2 separate regions of the Oryctolagus cuniculus genome follow, and region 1 is linked to region 2. A link is a contact called in public Micro-C data. All regions are on one chromosome and are shown on one strand. Each heading gives the region's core, a stretch centred on a gene start, on an enhancer-like site or on the middle of the called end of the contact. The rest is flanking DNA. Distances are from core to core; before and after follow the strand shown.

Region 1 (6,600 bases), core at 281-2,780, 42 kb before region 2:
AAACCATGTTTAGGAAAACCTGAATTTTCCTAAGCGATGTAAGCGGCAGAGCCAGGGCAGGGCCAAGATCTCTGAGTTCCCACACAATGATGGCCTCACCAGGGTGGAGGCCAGGAAAGTGGATACAAAGCAGAGGTAAACCAACAGGACTTGTGGATGGATTGCAAGGAGAGCGGAAGCACACAGGGAAAGGGAGGAAACAAGAAGATGAATGAGACGCCGTAAGTACCAGCACTCCCTGAACTGTACAGCACTCTACCAAGCACAGGGGTCATTGCATAAGGCTTTGTAGGAGTGTGGCAGAGAAAATTACTGCTGGGAAGGAGGTCGCAGCACAAAAAGGTTGATATTTAGGGACTCAAAATACAAACTTCTCCTGCTCCGTGGTTTGCCACGTCTGACCCTGCTAGTTGAAATTTCTGCTTCAGAGGTTTGAAATGAGAGGCCTGAGCAATTGTCAAGCCATTCATATCTTATTTTAGACAAAGGCAAACAACTTTATTCATTCTCTGCAGACTTGGGGTTCTTTTGAAATTAATCAAAAATATCCAACTTCATTGTATGTTGCATTTTCAAAGACTTTGATTCTTCCAACTGAAAGCTGTGAAACCTAGCGCGGTGAGTGAGCGTTCTCTGGGACCTCTAACGGGGTGACAGCAGCATGTTCCATGGGGTCATTTGTCCTTGGGTTGACTGTTTCTGCTGTCAATGCCGGACACTTAGTATCGCTGTCAAATTATCTCTAACTGATGGCCAGTAGCGCCCAATCACTGTGACCGTGCCGCCTAACACTCCCTGGGCAGTGTGGACCCCTAGGATGCCCAGGTTGTGCCTTTATTGGGACCCCTGGATGCCGCTGGGAAGTCTCATCTGTCGTAGTCATATGATGCGACTCAGTCACGTCCACACTTATCCTTGATACTGAGATAATTTCAGCTTCCTACTTTGCAAGATATATTCATGTTTCCCCACACTTTTTCTTTTTCTTTTTTGCCCCTACAAGCATCAGCTTAGACTTTTGGCTCTTGGCTTATACTTCTTTGAAGGGGCTATCTTTAAGTAAGAAGTTGTTAATAAGAGTCCTGTCCCGTGTTGCACACCTGCCCTCCCAATGCCTCTACCGACTCTGCTTTTTATTTCCTTACGTAGACTCAAGTAGAGGTATGCCCAGGAGCACAGAGGGTGCCAGGAAGAGATGGGGTTGCCAGCTGGGAGGAGGTTTGCATGCGGAATGACTGCATCAAAATGGGAGGACCTGGGCGGGGGCATCACTGCCATCACACATTGGCACAAGCCACCTTTCCAGGGCAACGAGCATTGCCTTGAGGAAGAGTCCAACCCCGGGGGCAGGGGCAGGAAGGCAGCACCCTCTCCCAGACGAGGCAGCATGGTGTCTCCTTCCCAGCAGGTCGCACCAGTTCTTCTGCCCTTGGGTAGCTGGCTCTGACGGTAAGAACCCAGGACGGGCTACCTCCTGGCTCTGCGTCTGATTCACAGCAAGTCTTTCTGGTTTCTCTGATGTATTTATTACTCAGCCAAGTAAGTCACAGCTGCCAGACTTGATCATTGGTTTCTTGGGGATCCTCCCAGAGAAAGGAGTGCATATTTCACAGCCCACATTTGTGAAATCCATGTCCCCTCCCATTAAGCTTGTACTTTTACTTTACAGAAGTGATGACAAGTTGTGCTGCATGGATTATGTCATTGTGGGATTGCGATATCTGCTTCCTGTCTTGCCAACACTGACAATTTGCCCCGTGTTTACTGAACATTACAAAGCTAAAGTCTGCAGCAGACTGCATGTCCCTTTCATTATTTTTTTTTTCCTAGCTTAAACATCAGTTTACAGTAACATAATCTTCCGTGAACTCTCCCGGGGAGAAAAGCGATTTGGACATCCTCGCTGTAACTTGATTCTAAGACTGTTGAACGCGCAAGACACCTCATGTTCCTGTCTTACTGAAGCTGGAAGCGCATGAGAGACGGCCCCTTTCCTCCCTGTCGGGCCCCCAGGTTTCTCTCTTATGCCTTTTCTTCCTCTCTGCTGGTCTCAAGCAGGAAATGAACTGCCACCTCACCCACCTGCTCTCCCCACCACTCACCTCTCCTTCCTCTTTATGCTGGGTCTCTCCCTCTCCCCCTCTCCCTCTCCCTCTCCCTCTCCCTCTCCCTCTCATCCTCAAGCTCCTGGATTCACTATCCTGTCTCTGCCCTCCATCCTCTGAAGCAAGCCTCCTCTACCCTAGAAATAAACAAACCAAACCCAAATCCTCTGCTAAGGTATTCCATCACTACACTCCTCTGCTCCCTCCCGTCTTTCCCTGCCCACGTTCTAGCTCTGACCCGCTGCCCCTGCTTTTACACCATCCACTCACTTCGCTCTAACGCCACCTCCAGTAAATCTATAGCTCAGTGATGTTCTTCCCCTCTCTGCAGGTCGCAGCAGTCGATGGTCCGCTAAGTAAAGGTTCACTTTCTTTGAAATCCAGGTTTTCTAATCAAACCTCCTAACCCTACTTTCTTCCCTCTTCTCCCGCTTCTCAGCCCCACTCACAACTTTCAGGCGCTCAGTTCTGGCTCTGTGGGGCACGGTTCAGCGTCTGTGCCTACCCAAGGACATGTCCCTGTTTCATAAACTTGGCTTCCTGAACTGCAGCAGGTGGAGAAGTCTGGCAGGGGAAAGGCTTGCTTCATTCCTAGCCCTGTTCCTTTTGACGTTGCTGCCCACCAGGCTACTTCTCATTCCACGATTGCAGGCTCACCTCTGCCCTCAGATCATCGCCTTGTCTCATCTCGGCAACACATTGGCTGAGATTTCTCGGGAGGTTTCACTTCCATTGTTAAACCACCTCCTAAATATTTCTACTTTTTTTTTTTCTGATCGTCATCTCAAACTCATATCCTAAGAATAAATGCATTACCCTAGGAGGGGCGGAAGAACATGGTGCCCTTTCTGACTCCCAAACTTCTACGAATGGTTCTCTCTATCACGCACTTAGGAGTCTCAAAATTCCAGTCCTTCTGCTTTCTTGCTCTGTTCTGATCATCAAGGCTTCTTCATTCTCCCACTGCTCATCTCTTTTCTTTCTATTTCCACTGCCAGGATCTTGCTTTCTGTACCCTATCTGCTACCAGATTAATCGTCATAAAACCCTGTTCACAAGCATCTATTGCCTATATTAATCAGAAGTTTTCAGGGCCGGCGCCACGGCTCAATAGGCTAATCCTCCACCTAGCGGCGCCGGCACACCAGGTTCTAGTCCCGGTCAGGGCGCCTGATTCTGTCCCGGTTACCCCTCTTCCAGGCCAGCTCTCTGCTGTGGCCAGGGAGTGCAGCGGAGGATGGCCCAAGTGCTTGGGCCCTGCACCCCATGGGAGACCAGGAGAAGCACCTGGCTCCTGCCATTGGAGGGTGAACCAATGGTAAAGGAAGACCTTTCTCTCTGTCTTGCTCTCTCACTGTCCACTCTGCCTGTTAAAAATAAATAAATAAATAAAATCCAATTCGAACTAGCAATTAAAAGAAAGTTATTGACATACACCTGAATGAAAAGGCCCAGGTAGCAGTTTTGAGCATGGCTGGATTGAGCTATTCAAGCACTATCTTTAGAATTCTCCTTTCCTCCACCTCTTGGCTATGGATCGGCTTCTCTGCCAGCACCTGCAGACTTCTGCTATGAGGGGAAGCCTCACTTGCAGAAAAGGAGGACTCTCTCAATTGCCCACCAAAAGTCTTAACACTGAATCCGATTCCAAAGCCCTGGAGCATGGACCAACCCTAGAGCCTGGAGAGTGAGGTCAACTCACCCAGCCCACATGCAGTAAGAGCCCGAAAAGCCGGGTTCCTGTAGAATCTAAGTTGCTGTTGCCAGAGGAGGCATGAGCTCCGCAAAGGCAAAAGCAACAAACGTTCAAGCTACCGCCCTGTGGCTGAATGCTGAGGTTAAACTCCCTTAGTGTGATGTTCAGGATCCTTGTGCTTTAACGAGGCCTAAAACCTCCTTCCAATTTTCCCACCACTTACCGACACAGACTTTGGCTTGGGCCAGTCTTAACTATTAGTTATCCTGACATCACCATGGTCTTTGCCATCTCTATGCCTCTGCTAAGGCCACTACTCTTCCACCTCTTCACACTCCACTCATCCTGCAAACCCAAGATGTATCCACCTGAATCTTAGACTGCCACAATTTATGCTTTTCTTCTCTTAATTAATATTGGTTGACTATGAGTTGCATTGGGCAGGAGCTGGAAACTGTGTTGTCACATTGTGGACACTTAACTGAAAGACTGCTTAAGACAGAATAAGTTAGTATGAAAGTGACTGTTTATTTAGAACAAGAAAGTAAATAAAAGCTAATTTGAAGTTTTGAGAAGCTGACACATCACAAGACCCAAAAGCAGCAATATTTTTATTAGTCACCTGCCTGGCAACCTTCTGTAATACAACACTTGTTTGCTACATTTTCATCTGTATATCCTTCAATCAGCTCTTCATTTCAAAACTACTTGGTAATATTTTCAGTAAAGAAAATGGAAAGCTGGCTTAGTATTTCCTCTAGCCTACCTGAGGCTTTTTTTTGTTAATTATTGGTATATGTCAAAACTTATTTCAGCTTCACAGGTCATATTTCATAAAGTCATATAAGTATTTAAGATTCTCTCTCTCCCCAAACCCTCAAATAAATAACTAGAATATTTTCAAAGGGGGTGGACATTTGGATTGGTGGTCGAGACACCCACATCCTATAGCCAGATATAAAGTAATATAAGGGGGCCAGCACTGTGGCACAGCATGTTAACACCCTGGCCTGAAATGACAGTATCCCATATGGGCGCTGGTTCGAGACCCGGCTGCTCCACTCTGATCCAGCTCTCTGCTATGGCCTGAGAAAGCAGTAGAAGATGGCTCAAGTCCTTGGACCCCTGCACCCATCTAGGAGACCCGGAAGAAGCTCCTGGCTCCTGGCTTTGGATCGGCACGGCTCCAGCCGTTGCGGCCAATTGGGGAATGACCCATCAGATGGAAGACCTCTCTTTCTCTCTCTCTCTCTCTCTCTCTCTCTCTCTCTCTCTCTGCCTCTCTTTCTCTCTTTGAGTAACTCTGACTTTCAAATAAATAAATAAATCTTTTTTTAAAAAGTAACATAAGCAAATGAGTTTTACTGTTTAATTGTAAAGCTGGAAGCTGAGGCTTCAGGGCTGGATTGCTGCCCCTTGCTAAGCTCCAAAACACCCTCATCCAGCAGAACGGCAGTCCTTGCGACCCAGAGGCCTGCTACCACCTGCTCCTGTCTACAGATTAGATGTCTTCTCCTTCTTCCAAAACCTTGTCCTCATTATTGTGATTTGGCACAGAGGACAGGGATGGAGCTTTCCGTAACAACCCCACACTGGAGTGCCTGGGTTCCATTCCCAGCTCCAGCTCCTGACTCCGGCTTCTTGCTAATGTGAATTCTGGGAGGCAGTGCCGATGGCTCAGCGAGTGGTTCCTGCTGCCTATATTGGAGAGCTGGACAGGGTTCCCAGATCCTTGCTTTGGCCCAAGCTGGGGGCCTTTGCAGACATTTAGGGAGTGTACCAGTGGGTAGGAGTACGTTGCCTCTCTCTCTCCCTTTCTCTATCTCTCTCTCTGTCTTATAGAAAATAAATAAATAAATAAAATATTTGGAAGACAGTCAAGTTGAGAAAATCTCTACCATTCAAGTTTGTTTGTTTTTAAATTTATAATAGTTTAGAAAATTTTTTCAGATTAGTCCTAATATTTTAAGACTTATTGCTGGGGCTAGCACTGTGGTGCAGTGGGTTAACGCCCTGGCTTGAAGCACCGGCACCCCATGTGGGCGCCAGTTCGAGATCTGGCTGCTCCGCTTCTGATCCAGCTCTCTGCTATGGCCTGGGAAGGCAGTAGAAGATGGCCCAAGTCCTTGGGCCCCTGCACCCACGTGGGAGACCCGGAAGAAGCTCCTGGCTCCTGGTTTCCGATAGGCACAGCTCCGGCCATTGCGGCCATCTAGGGAGTGAACCATCCATCGGATGGAAAACCTCTCTCTCTTTCTGCCTCTCCTCTCTCTGTGTAACTTTCAAATAAATAAATCTTTAAAAAAAAAAAAGACTTATTGTTTTTTCAGAACCTAGTACCTCTGGTACTAGGTGCTGTGGAACATATACATATGACAAGAATTCTAGCCTTGTGCTTTTGGTTGAAGGATGACATGTGTCAGCGCAGAGGTCAGAAGGAACATTCTAAGAAGTCATTCCACTTCCTACATCTGAACAACTAGCAAAAGTGTTGTATGTGGGAGTGACAGCAGGCCTTGTGTGGACACCTGACTAAAATCTCCACTAGACATATTTACAGATCAAAGGTCACTTAGCTGGATCTCAAAACATTCATTACCACTTCAAGGCCTTGAGGGAAAGTGTGGCAAAGAAGTCAAGTCGGAATGGAAAGTTACTGCAAAATTAATCAATTGCGGGTAAAGTATCTGACTACTGAAATTTACAAAAGTATCTGACCACATTGCTAGGAAAAAGGTGTACAGCTTTGAAATGGATGTTCCTTCCTCCAAAAAAGAAGTTACTGAGTGTCTTTCTAGT
Region 2 (6,834 bases), core at 2,632-5,131:
AAAAACACAGTTCATATAACTTAGCCCACACTGGCATCTGCTCGATGGATTTTCAAGAACAGACGAAAATATGTAATGTGATATTTTTCCTAATGAAATTCTTCACAAGAGGATAAAATACATAGTCCTGTTCAGTACTAGAAAAAGCCTAAAGTTTAGTCTGAAAATCCTGGGATTACAATTTTTTTGGCTTGCCTTTTAAAAAATAAGATTTCCATATTTGTTTACTGGAAACACAGAGTGATACATGGACATTGAAAAAGAGAGAGGGAGAGATCTTCCTTCCCCAGTGGCTGCAATGGCTAGGGCTGAGCAAGGCCAAAGCCAGGAGCCTGAAACTCCATTCTGGTTTCCCACACGGGTGGCAAGGGTCCAAGCAGTTGGGACATCTGCTGCTGCTTTCCTGGGAGCACCATCAGGGAGCTGAATTGGAAGTAGAACAGATGGGACTAGAACCAGTGCCAACATGGGATGCTGGTGTCACAAACAGCAGCTTAGCCCATTGCACCACAATGCTCATCTCTTGGAATATTGTCAGAAAGAAATGACTTTTAAGTGGAATCATTTGTAATCCACTAACAACTTTTGAGGAAGTGGATAGTTGCCCCTTTAAAAACTAAGACAGAGCAGTTTCTGGGGCCTGTTTTGAGAGCTCCATGGCTACAGAAATCTGTTGCAAAGCAAGAGATTGGCCAATCTCTGTGTTCTCCCAGCAGACCGGCCCTTAAAGTCGCCTGGCAGGCATGCAACAGAGTCCCCTGGATCTAACAGGTGGTGACCCCTGGTCTCACTGCATACAGTTGTGGATCCAGCAGTCTGTATGCTCTGCTCTGCATCACTGGTATTCCTAACTAGATCAGGTTTCCCTAACAACTCACTCACTGGCCTTGACTTCCTCATTCATCTCACATTTAGGAAGCACTCTTTAGACACTGTGAGCACCAAAATGAATGAGCTGTGAATTGAGACCTTAACAAGTGACAGTCTGTGCTATTGGCGGTCCAAGATCAAGAAAACTCACACTCTTTGTTTTATCTGTGTTATACCTCAGAATCACTATTACATGGAACTTGGAGATGTGTTTTTCCTGGGAATGAACACGTCTCACAAGTATAACTAGCACAGAATCATATTAACAAGTTCGCACATGAACACAACCATATTTACCATGAATTCAGTGGCTGTTATATGATGCTGGTAAATTTACTTTCTTGGAGCATCTGTCACCTCATTTGGAATGGCTGAAGTTTCAGGTTTCTTTGTCATCCATCACACACAACTTCCTATTCCAATAACATGCAGTCACTTCTGGCTCTTTCCCAGGCCAGCACTTTTCAACTCTTGTTGCGCTGTTGCAGAATTTCCCGCCTGACCTTTCTTCTCTCCAGCCTATCACACAGTGTCTGTGAATTATGGCTCTGATTTTGTCCTGCCATTTCCTTGTTTAGAAAACTCCAGGAATGATTTATTTCCTGTGAATTCTGTGAGCAGCTAGAAATTCCCCCTTTCTATGACTTCCCTTCCCAACCCCACCTCTCACGACTCCACACTTGCTGGGCCTCAAACATCTGTTTGTTCTGCCTCCCTTCAGCCTCCCTTGTCAAGCTCAGCTCTGTTCTGAAGCCCTGCCCAACTGCTATCGCCGGCATCAGTTTTCTACAATGAGTGACTACTGTCAGAATAATTCTTTATTATACACTGTATTAGATGGTTATGTACTTCCTCTTTCCAGCTTGACTGTGAATTCCACTCAAAGAGAAGGGGGCCCTCCATCCTGCTGGTTTCAGGCAGTTGTTATGCATACTTTTGATGCTTGAAACATGTAAGAAATAGCAGGGAATAAATGAATGAATATTGCCTTCTATCATTCTTTCCCCCCTTTCTTTTACCGCTGGTATTTGCCTTTTTAAGTCCTGCATGTTCCATTCTCAAAATTCCTCAAACGTTTCCAGCCACAGCCAATAGAAAGAAATTCCTTCTATACTGTGCACATGCGCATGTGTGTGCATACACACACCTGAACCCAAAATTTCACAAAACAATATATTGCAATGTGCAGTTTATGCTGTTTTCTACTCTAGTTTTAAAAACTACTGATCATGACACATTAAGTGGACTTAACCACCACTTACAGGTTATAACCACAGTATAAAAATACTCCCCATCTCACGCTCCTGTCATTACTATGAAGTGTGTAATATTGCTCTTGAAAAATACTTAGAACAAAATACTGCTTGGACTGCTCATTCTGCTCCTGAAAGTTTGATATTCAATCATGATATTTACATGGTTATCTTGAGATAATTTTTTATCCTATCTTTTCATAGCACTTAAGAGTCAACTCCTCCCACTTGCTATCTTCCAAAATTTGGGACAAAGTTAAATAATGACGCACAAAGTGTCCTCTGGACTGCTACTTCTTATGTTATCTTGACAAATTTTAGTGGCATATAAATAAAAATTTTCAGATCCAATTTGTAATCCAACCATTTGCATGCGAATAAGGTAACATGGTCATTATTTTGGTTTGTTAATATTGCATGAACTCTATTTCCTGACAGTTCAAGAGAAACCCAGCTTTGCCAAATTATTTAAAGTGAGCCTCCATTCTGCACCCATATAATAGGAAGAATTGCTGGGTGCTAAATCAGAGCTTGCAAATGTTTGACAAAGGGCCTGGGATATACAGTGCTCCACCAAGGAAGAACCTCAAACTTCATTTTAGGATTATAAAGTAAGGTTCAATCATAAGAACAAAAGTAAGATTACTTTCTCATTTTAAATACTTGTATCTAGCTGTTTTTGAAGCTGGGAGCTCATAACACAAAATTCCACCAGGTGTATTATAAATCATCAGTTTCCCTCAAAAAAGGCTCTAGTTGTGGTGTTGGATAAGCATTACATAATACTGAATATCTACTGAAACGACAAGACCGAGTACACATATGCAATGTCTTGCCCAGTCATGCAAATCTCATTTAGATGTCTGTTTCTGCTACATTTTTTTTTTTTACACCACAAGCGTCTGTCTGTTGGTGAAGGGTGCTTTAATTCAATAAAAACACCGCACATAATACATATTCATAACAGGATGTATACAGGGAGCTGGTTTTGAACAAAGCCAGACCTTCAAAGCCTTGTGCCACCTGCTTTTACGTTATCTCCTCATCCACACACTTAACCTAGGTCAAGCTACTTCTTCTAAGGTGTTTTTGATTTCAGGGGTTTGGCAGTTAACGATAAAGTATTTTCTCCCGTAACCTGTCCAAGTTAGCGCAGCAAGGCAGAATATCTCGTCCTTTCTCCTACAAACACCGACCGGTCCAGGTCGAACCGGGACAAGGGGAACTGCAAGCCTTCCAAAATCATCCCATCCCTCGCTAAAGAAATGGGCTGAGTTCGAGGGGGACACCACCTCCGGCTCTGAGAAGGTAAAAGCCAACCCAAACCGGGACTTCTGGGGATTAACCTTCAGTCGCGCACACTCCAGACTGTGCGTCTGCGTGTTGGCGGCCGCGTGGACCGAAGCAGGCGGAGAGCCAGGACCAGACCGGCAACAGGAGGTAGCGACCGAGAAGTCGGCCGCGAGCTGCAGGCTCGGGAGACAGGCGGAACCCCCCAGACGCCACAGGAGCTCCCCGCACACCGCGGGAGCGCGGGACCCAGGCCGTGCCCGAGACCCGACCCCTTCCCACGCTGCAGCCCCCGCCCGCACGGCCCGCCCGGGCTCGGAGCAGGCCCGGCTCGGCCCGTGCCCCCCTTTCGTCACGTCCGGGGCCGGGCCGGGGCGCCGGGGGCGGGCCCGGGTGGGACCGGGGAGCCGGGCAGGGCGGGGGTGGGGTGGAGGGGGTGCTTCGGGTGACAACGGTCAATAATGAAGGTGGCTGCGGCGCGGCGGCAGACTCGGCAGCGCCGGGCGGGGGCGACGCCGGGACCGCGCCTGTAGGACCTCGGGGCCGGCGCGGCAGGATGGGGACCCGGCGCGGGGAGTGAGGTGGCGGCGGCGGCGGCGGCGGCGGCGGCGGCGAGCGGAACTTCAGCAGGAGGGGCTCGCCCGCTCCCACCCCCCAACCCCCCCACGGCTCGTCGGCCTCCACCTGCAGCCCCGTGGCCCCCGCGCCCCGCGGGACCCGGACGGCGACGGCGGGGGCATGTGGCGCTGGGTCCGGCAGCAGCTGGTAGGTGCCTCCGCTCCTCCACCTCCGGGCGGTCCGACTCTGCGCGGCCTCTTGGCCCCGGGTGGCTGGGACAGGCCGGCGCCGCCGAGCCGCGAGGCCGGGGCGCGGGCGCTGGGCTAGGCCGCGGCGGAGGCGGGCGCGGGCCCCGAAGCCGGAGAAGCCCCGCGCGCAGCCTGCGAGCCCGGGCGGCGGACAGCGGCGCTGCTGAACCGCTCCCTGCCGGCGCTTCTTGGTTACTTCCTCCTCCTCCTCCTCCTCCTCTTGGCAGCTCCTGGGCAGCTGCGGCCAGAAGCGAGGGTCCCCAGGGGGTCGGGGAGCCCCTCGGAGGCGGCTGGGTGAGGGAGCTGAGAGAGGCGTGCGTTTCCTGCCTCCGCATTTGGGACGCGTCTGGGTGAAGGGAGGAGGAGGAGGAGGGCTGTCTTCGGCGATCGCCGAGCCGGGTACCCTGTCCAGTCTGACAGCTCTCGGAGAAAGGAATTTTTTACCGAGGGTCTGGATGGGGGAAAGAAGGCCAATCTTCCAACTCCGCGTCGACTTTGGGAAAAGGTAGTAGGGCTGCGGTTTACTGCCCACCGCAGCGCCGGTGAAACTTTGGGAACGGGACCCGCACGTTTCACCCGTTCTGCTCAGGGGCATTTGGAAAGAGGCAGGTTTACTGGAACACCTGGAGGCCAAAGGGGAATCTGAGGAAAGGGTGATTGAAAGCATAAAGCCCTACTTTTCCCAGAATTAACTCAGAGGGAAAAACAAACTCTTTCATGCCTCCTGGCAACTACAGGCCAGAGACGACAGCACTAAGGAAGGCAGCGAGAACAGTTAGGACAGACTTTGCCCCTGGCTCAAGAAGCCTGACCTGATCTGTATGGGGAGGTGTGCTACTGCTTGGTTTCCGAATCGCGTTAAGTACTTCTGCGATTCAGTGCTTTGGTTTAGTGATTCTAAAGGCAGTGGTCTCAGTGAAGGAGAACTATTTTGGTAAGACTGAAGCATCTATGCCGCTTTTTCCTTGTTCTAGAAGCGCGTTTTAATATTAAGACTCTATGATGTTGCAGAGTTAGCTTTCTCTTACTTCATTTTGCAGTGGGCGTCATTCTCCACCCCACCTCCAAAATCTTGCAAACAAAATTAGAACTACTTACCACTCCCTCAGACACAAATGTTGGCTTTCTATTTTTAGCTCATTGTAAATTCAGATATTCCAGATATATGCTTTATTAGGAAACCAAACTAATGATGTCATTATAATACCAGATTGTTGTAATACTTTGGCTTTGTTGCAATAAGCCATAGCACTGTAATTTGACTCTGCAAGTTAATTATTACACATCTGATCTCATGTATTTGGTTTGTTAGCTCTACATATTATGTAGAAGGCTTATTCACCTGATGATGTTTGTATTGTTAGGAAAATCATTCCAATTTGGTTGTCTTACAGCCCTTCCCAGTAGACTAAGACACTGTTTCTCAGTGTTAGGTTTTTGTTAGCCCGAAAAAAATCCTGGTTGTATAACCACTGTCATCTTCAAGACACAAAATCTGGCAGTGTTTTCAAAAATGGCTTCAAACAGAACGTAACTAAGAGGCAGAACTAGAAGTTGTGTGGTTAATTAACAAGGCAGTTGTCTTACAGGGATGGTTAACAAGTTGAACAAGTTGTTGCGCATAAAAAATGCTATCTGACATTTACTTGCTCAACTCACTGGATTTACTTTTAAGTTATCAGATCTTCTAAGTATGTAATCAGACCCGTGCTAATGTAGGACTTTGTATCTCTGCTTAAGTTTGTGTAGTCATTTAAATTATACATTAAGGATATTGGATATGCAGAGTAACGAAAACATATTACTATCCTAGTCATAAGCACTCATTCTAGTTACTACCCCAAGAATTATTTAACTAAAATCTAGTTAAAATTATAATTCCATTTGCTGAATGGATTGAATCACCATGTTTTTTAGTTAGGGGTTTATTTTATTTTAAAATATTATTTATTTGAGAAGCAGAGTTAATAGCTAGGGAGAGGGTGGGAGAGTAGGAGAGAGAGACAGAGAGAGAGAGATAGGTCTTTTATCCACTGGTTCAGTCCCCAGATGGCCACAACTGCCAGAGCTGGGCTGATCCAAAGCCAGGAGCCGGGAGCTTCTTCCAGGTCCCCCACATGGGTGCAAGGGCCCAAGGACTTGGGCCATCTTCTACTGCTTTCCCAGGCCATAAGCAGAGAGTTGGATCGGAAGTGGAGCAGCCAGGACTCGAACCTGTGTCCATATGGGATACCAGTGCCTCAGGCAGGAGGCTTAACCTACTACTACTACAGCACCCGTCCCAATTAGGGGTTTATTTTAAAATTTAGCTAAATGGGACAGATTTGGAAAAATTGATCAGTGAATCACAAGGACAGATTGTTTAGAGTTACAAGCATATGTTATTCATATGAATCTTGATTTTTCAACTATTTAGGTTGTCTTGCCAAAAAAAAAGTTATTTTATTACAGAAACTTCTATGCTCTAGTAATCTGTTTTTAATTAAAAGGAAAGGTTTGACTTCTTATTGTGATAAGTATTTTCACTGCTTTACAGGATGGAAAAATCAGGTGGGTGTTATTTTTCCTTTGGAAAAATAAAGTGAAAAAAAGTTAGAATATCTTTTCCCTTTTTC

The links. Hi-C and Micro-C count contacts between places; a contact is called where the count stands out from the background.
Region 1: a contact with region 2 is called in a Micro-C map of ear pinna, with 3 times the contacts expected there. The contact joins the enhancer-like site here to the promoter of ATP11B in region 2.

The regions. Positions count from the first base shown.
Region 1 is chr4:96,857,576-96,864,175 of mOryCun1.1, reverse strand. No RefSeq gene overlaps it. Among named protein-coding and RNA genes, the nearest start is that of ATP11B, 41 kb to the right of the region's middle. Within about 2 kb of position 1,530, at least 2 of the 8 cell types and tissues checked have an H3K27ac peak or open chromatin away from gene starts, as enhancers often do. A contact at or near this core is called in ear pinna, where this site is marked.
Region 2 is chr4:96,817,288-96,824,121 of mOryCun1.1, reverse strand. It overlaps ATP11B (ATPase phospholipid transporting 11B (putative)), which reads left to right and starts at 3,881. Exons shown (of 30, transcript XM_008266558.4): 1 at 3,881-4,178. The coding sequence starts at 4,152.